Linked DNA regions of Oryctolagus cuniculus: region 2 is linked to region 1. The links are chromatin contacts, called in public Hi-C maps. All regions are on one chromosome and are shown on one strand. Each heading gives the region's core, a stretch centred on a gene start, on an enhancer-like site or on the middle of the called end of the contact. The rest is flanking DNA. Distances are from core to core; before and after follow the strand shown. Region 1 has its middle 44 kb from the start of CDKN3. Region 2 has its middle 170 kb from the start of CDKN3.

Evidence for each region. A called contact is a pair of places that touch in the nucleus more often than the background predicts.
Region 2: a Hi-C map of psoas muscle shows a contact between it and region 1, with 3 times the contacts expected there. The contact joins two enhancer-like sites. A contact is called at or near these places in 4 of 6 Hi-C or Micro-C datasets (ear pinna, embryonic fibroblasts, psoas muscle and 1 more).

Annotation. Positions count from the first base shown.
Region 1 is chr12:22,104,921-22,108,108 of mOryCun1.1, forward strand. No RefSeq gene overlaps it. Among named protein-coding and RNA genes, the nearest start is that of CDKN3, 44 kb to the left of the region's middle. Within about 2 kb of position 1,336, at least 1 of the 8 cell types and tissues checked has an H3K27ac peak or open chromatin away from gene starts, as enhancers often do.
Region 2 is chr12:22,234,919-22,237,987 of mOryCun1.1, forward strand. It overlaps a transcript of LOC103351297 not described here. Among named protein-coding and RNA genes, the nearest start is that of CDKN3, 170 kb to the left of the region's middle. Within about 2 kb of position 1,808, at least 1 of the 8 cell types and tissues checked has an H3K27ac peak or open chromatin away from gene starts, as enhancers often do.

The DNA.
Region 1 (3,188 bases), core at 86-2,585:
ATACTGTTTAAGAAGCAGCAGCAATTTATAGTTCAGCTGAAGCAAGTTCTTGTAATAATGACAGGCGCGGTTCAGCCGTAACCCCTGGGGATGTGTGCAACACGGTGAACAATACCCTCTCGGTGACGTGTTTGAATTATGAATCCAGTGGCGGGCTCTCTCAGTGCTGTCCAGCATGGCTTTGGTGTGAGCTGATGGAGCATTTTGTACCTGGGATTCCGAACTTTTATGAAGGCCAATACCCTGAAACTCATTCAAGCCATAAATTCACTTGTCTTTGAGTTTACAAGGCAATAAACAGCAAAGGCCTTTGACCTCAACATTTACTGAATACATTTGCAGTAGTTGTGTTTATTGACAACTATTTATAGGGAAGCATTGGGTACTGAATTTCCTAAGGTGCAAGGGAGAACAAATTTGGGGGTCTTTTTCCAAACTAAATAAACAAACAAACAAAGAAATTCTGAGTTTAATGTTTGCCTCATTTTGACAGATTTTCAGTTTGCAAGTTCAGGTTTGAGTCTGTACACAAATCGTGTTTTGGGGATTTCTTTCCTTGTGATAAAACCTTAGATTGGATAAGGCCCGAAAGGATGAATAATGAGAGGAATAGCACTGGGAGACGTGCCCACCTGTCCCAGTCACTGGGCACTCAGCACTGTAGAAGTCAGACGGAGGAGGATGTGAGGGCAGCGGGAGTCTTTGCCCAGGGGTTCACTGCCTGTCATGAGGAAATCCCTTCCCTTCTGTGTGAGCAGCCAGTTATAAGGGACACAAATACTGTGTCTCCCTTAGACGTTGGGAGAATTTACCAACGCCACATCCATTGTGTATTTTGAATTTATTGGATTAAGACCATGAAAGTAAAAGGCAGTGGGGGGCGGGGCAGGTGCTTAATTACTGAAATAATTACTGTGATGTTACAGATGGGGAAACCCAGCACCAGGTCAGGCATTCTGTTGCAGATACAGGGTGAGCCAGTGGTGAGAGCTGGACCTGCAGAGCTACTGCAGGGGCCTGGGAACAGGGCACGGAGCAGCCATACTTGGAAGGGTCCCTTTCCCTCAGGGAGGTTCCCCCAGGCCGAGGTTTCTCTGTGGGCTTCGTGGGCACATGAGGGAACCCCTTCTGGTGATGCTATCTGTGCACGGTTGAAATAGAACTGCCTTGCTGACGGTGCTGGGGCTCATTCCCGGGAGGACGAGACGTGCTGGCCGCTAGCGTCACATCTGGCAGAGGCAGGAGTACTGCGGGAGGAGTTAGGAGAATCCATCCCGCCCCGATTCCATGGCAACGCTGACACCACACTCTCAGGAGGTGACTTCTGCAGAAACTGGGTCTGGCCCAGCTGGCTTAAAACACTTCAGCTCACAAAAATTCTCTGCATGCTTTCTTCTCACAGAGGGCGCAAGCGGCAAACAAAGGAAGCGAGTGCTGTTTGGCCCCGCGGGCACGCTGTGTCCTTGGTCCCACTCCACTGAGGCTGGGCTGTATCTTTGCCCATTGACCTGAATCTGGGCTTGCTTATGTGTCTGTTTTAACAGACGGTGACAGAAAAAGGGTATTTCCTTTGCTTGTTGTGTGTAAGTGTGGGATCTTACTTGGTTGGTTTAGCTTCACAGATCTGGTGTGGGATGTCAGTGGTTAACCATTTGAGTTAGCTCTGCCTTGAGGAGATCACTCCATTGCACAGGCTACCTTCTTCCAAATAGCATTGAGAGAGCGTTGGTGACTCGGGACAGGTCCCTGGCTAACACCAAGGAAGTGATTCCTAGAGTAGGCATGACTGTTGGACAGCCAGCTGGGGAGGTTAAGGGATGATAATTAGAATCCTATGTGATAGGATTAGATTATGTGATAGAGTTAAGAATTTTGCATTATCCTACACTTGTTAGATATTTCTTTGTGGTCAAATTTGGTGCAGCATTTCACTATGGCCAAGTCACACTGAAATTCATCTCACCTCCATTGGGTCACTTCGTACCTTCCTCTGGCCTGTAGCTGAAGACAGCGCTTCATGTGAAGTCAGGGTGTTGTGCAATGAGGTTGGTTGGGCAGAGCAAGTAGCTGCTTTCGAAGGTTATCATGTGTTATGCCTTTTTCCAGTTCAAGAGCATATCTTGTTTTAAACAACGTTTTGAAAGGCAGCCAAAGAAAAGGTTGGCTCGGATCTGCCCTTACCAGTCCTGTTTATGGGATACAGTGTTCCACGCCTTGGCGGAAGGTGATAAAGCAAAGCTGGCTTGGGGAGGTGTGTAGAAATGTGTTCGTGTGTTTGAATTCCATGTCCAAGAGTCAGCCCACAGGGAAAGAATTAAGTAGGAAAACACGGCGGTAGGAAGGTTGATTGCTATCTTACATTTGGTTACAGGTACTGAGGTTAAGGGTGAAGTCCTTTTAACTAGTTGTTAGTGAAGAGTAGAGTAGACAAAGCTAGCCGAATGACTTCTTTGATGGGTCGTAGTAGAGGCAAGAATATGAAAATGGCACGAGGAAGACAGCGGGGACTTCTATTTTCTTGCCAATTTCACTCTGAGCAAATATGCAGGCAAACAATAAGGTTTTCTTTGCAAGCCGCTTTCTCCAGGGAGGCAGGAGTATTATGACCCAGCTGCTCTCACTTGAGCTTCGGGACACTCACCTGCATAAACGGGAAGCTTCACCCCCTGGAACAACTAGAAACTTCCCAGAAAGCGGAGCACTGAGCCTTGTGTTGGAGACAAACAGAAAAACACAGCCCATGGAAAGCCGTTTGTTAGGTGTCGAAGGGAAATGCCCTCGGCCAAGCTCGGCGGGCAGGAGATAGGACCCGCGATCGGAAGGCGAGAAGGAGGCGATAAGGCTGTGATGAAAGCAGCCTCCGTCCCCGGAATGGGTTTCAAGGTGAAGTGAGGAGGGCCAGGATGTCTCTGAGACAATCGCGTCGTGCTGCTCAACCCTGGCGCACACTGCGGAGTCGGGTCTAAATGGCTCTGTTTGAGCAACGCAGCGTGTGCAAGTGTGGAATCTACTGAATTGTGCTTAGGTGCAGAATAAAGTCCATTTAATTTAAATTTAATTGAATGGGAAGAGGTCTTCCTGAGCAGGCTGTGCCATTGTGTGATGGGTTAGAGATGAAAATCGGGGAGTTTCAAATTGTGCCCGAGGCGGTGGCGTGCGCCAGCGTGGTCACCTCTTGCGGCCTCTGC
Region 2 (3,069 bases), core at 558-3,057, 130 kb after region 1:
GCCGTTGGTTCACCCTCCAATGGCTGCCACGGCTGGTGCACTGCAGCCGGTGCACCACGCTGATCCCATGGCAGGAGCCAGGTACTTATCCTGGTCTCCTGTGGGGTGCAGGGCTCAAGGACTTGGGCCATCCTCCACTGCACTCCCTAGCCACAGCAGAGAGCTGGCATGGAAGAGGGGCAACCGGGACAGAATCCGGCGCCCCGACCGGGACTAGAACCCGGTGTGCCGGTGCCGCAAGGCGGAGGATTAGCCTAGTGAGCCGTGGCGCCGGCCCTCATTACTGTTTTGTAAAGAGGACATTTCTTTTCAGGAAGAGGATCTTGGGGAGGTAAACGTTCTTTCCTCTTTCCTTTTGGGGCCTTTCCATCTTTAACACATGAAAGAGGGAAGGAAAGTTTCTTGTGTTCCTTTTGTACTTGGTTCAGTGCTTTTGTTAAGTGACAGGAATCATAACTGCACCCACTTCACGGGGTCAGGGGTATTGTCTTCCTTAAATTCTTTGCGACGGATTGGGAAGATGCTGTTTACCCAAGGTATCAGACTGTTCCTAGAAATGAGCTCTACCAAGATCCTTGGACAAAAGATTTGACAGTGGTCTACTCCACCCTGACCTTGCCCCTGCTTTCTTGCAGAAATGTCCTTGCTACCACAGTCAGAGGAGTAATTCTGAATTTCAGCGATGTAAAGGCCACATCAATCACAAAACTGTAACCTGGTGTTGACAGTTACAGAAAGGGGTTTTGTCTTCGTTGTGAGGCAGTCTTCCTGGGAATGGGTGTCTGCTGACAACCTGCCCCACCCTTTCTGAACAGTTCTCGTGAGATCTGTGCCTAACCTTCACCAAGGTGTCTGTACTATTAGCTCGATTTACAAATCACCGCTGCGTAGCTACTGAGTCTCAGATCTCGAGTAAAAGTGTCTATTTGCTTTTTATAGATGATGAAACAGGTTCTAGGGTGCAGCCAGCTCTATGGAATACATGATGGGTGGCCCACCATTGGGTGCTTCCAGATAAATTTCCAGCTTTACCACTTTATCCTGGGAGCCCAATCCGTAGATGAGGGCTCAGCTCTGAGACCTTTGGACACAAAGCTCCTGGATAAGCTGTGGACAGCAACATAGCGTGCTCACAGCTATTCTCAAAGGGCAGCACTCTCAGAAAACATTTGGATTGAATAGAGCTGCGTGGCTAGGAAATGATGCAGAGGAAGAATATTACTTCAGATCCGTGTTTAAACTTCACCGAGTTCGCTACCCCCAGTACTGATGATTCCGCTGGTGGCTGCCTCCTTTTGCCTGTCTCTTATGGTAGAGGGCTATTGTTTGGAGGGCCATTGGCTCATCAGTGCCAAACAGAGGAGTAGACGTTGGTGCTGATGTGGGATGCACTCTTGAGAGACCCGCGATGGCCACTTCCAGCAAAATAAGAGTGTGATCATCACACCGGAGTCCTGGTGAATCAAGGCTCATCCCAGGGGACGGACACAGGGCTCTTCCCTCTTCTCCAGTCCATCGCACTGGCTTCTTGCTGTTTCTCCTTGAGTCTGGCTGTGGCATTCATATATTATTTCAGGTCTAGATTTTGTCTGCGTTTCTCCTTTGTCTTTGTCTTGACTTTGGGGACTGATTGTGTAGTTTGAGTTTCTTCTGCCCCTAGCTCGTCTTGAATCCATGTGTCATTTTCATGACTGAGTTTGTTTCTTTCTCGAGCAAATCCATTGGCCTGGCTGCTTAGCTTTGGCATAGTTCAGGCTTCCATCTGTGGTGCAAAAGAGACTGTGAGACCTGCTAACATGCAAAAAGGAGATAAAAACACTTAAAAAAAAAAAGTCCTCCTACACGCAGGCCTGCTTTAGAATAACCGAGAACAGTGCAGGAATGAAGATGTAGTTGAAATGCCCCAGTGTCTCCGCCCTTTGATTATGTGCAGGGTGACGAAGTCCTGGCTTCTGTTAGCTTCTACGGTGCAGTTAAGAGATTCATTTCTTAATGTGATTCACTTCAGGAAGAGTTGACCCAGAAAAGGCTTAGGGGGGAGGCCAGACTCGTACTAGGAGATGGTGCAAAATTATCCTTTTCGTTTCCAAGTGTTTAAATTTTTTTATTCCTGACAAGAATGAAAAGCCTGCACTGAGCCTGTCTCAGATTTCTGAGTCACAGGGAATTTGATTGCTTAATGCCAATAAGGCCAAGGAGATGAGATGGCTTTAGTTCTTGGCTTTCCCCCTATGCTATGATGGCAAATACGTGAACTGAATACTAGTTTTATTAAGACATCATTTAATCTTTGTAGATATGTTTCAATGAAATAGTATCTCAAATATAAATATTTATATTTATTGATGTAACTATGTGGTCTGTATCATCTTTAAAAAATGTTCATGGGAAAAATGCGCACTATCTTTCAATTATATTTTCCTATATGCTTGTTGAAATACCTTTATATATAATTTTGAGTTGTGAGGTTTGTCAGCTTCTGATCACGTCCTTTCAACCACAATATCTTGAGACCCTACTGCTGAGAAGGGGTCGTTTCTCTACTTAGTTCCAGTGGCTCTTATCAGTTGCAGTCAAACCCTGCACAAGTGTATGCAAATCTGAAATGCTGAGAAGCCATGGCCTCGGCCGTCTCTGTTCCACCAGGAGAGATTTGTTCCTGGACCTCAGTTTGAGCAGCATGTATCCAGGTTTCTTCCTTCCCTTCAAGTCCTGCTTGATAACTTCTCAGCCTAGCTTTTCATCAGTGGTCAGCTTTTAGTGCAAATTCCTTATTTCTGTATTTGTCAGTTCAGTGTAAGGAGTTTGTGGGATGTCTGCCTTGTTGAAGGCACTAAGGACAGTTTTTGAAGGGCTGGACTATGTCTCTGTCTTTTACAAAGAGATGGAAAATTCTGCACTTTAAGTGAGATCACAACTATCATTGGAATAAAGCAGTCCATAAAGTGTTATATGTGCCCTGAGGAGAGAACAGTTTTTTTGTGTGTGTGTTGTTTTGTGTTTTTTTTTTTGTTTTGTTTTTGTTTGTTTGTTTGTTTTTGTCTTAGAAGCAGATAAGGCTTCCTAGAA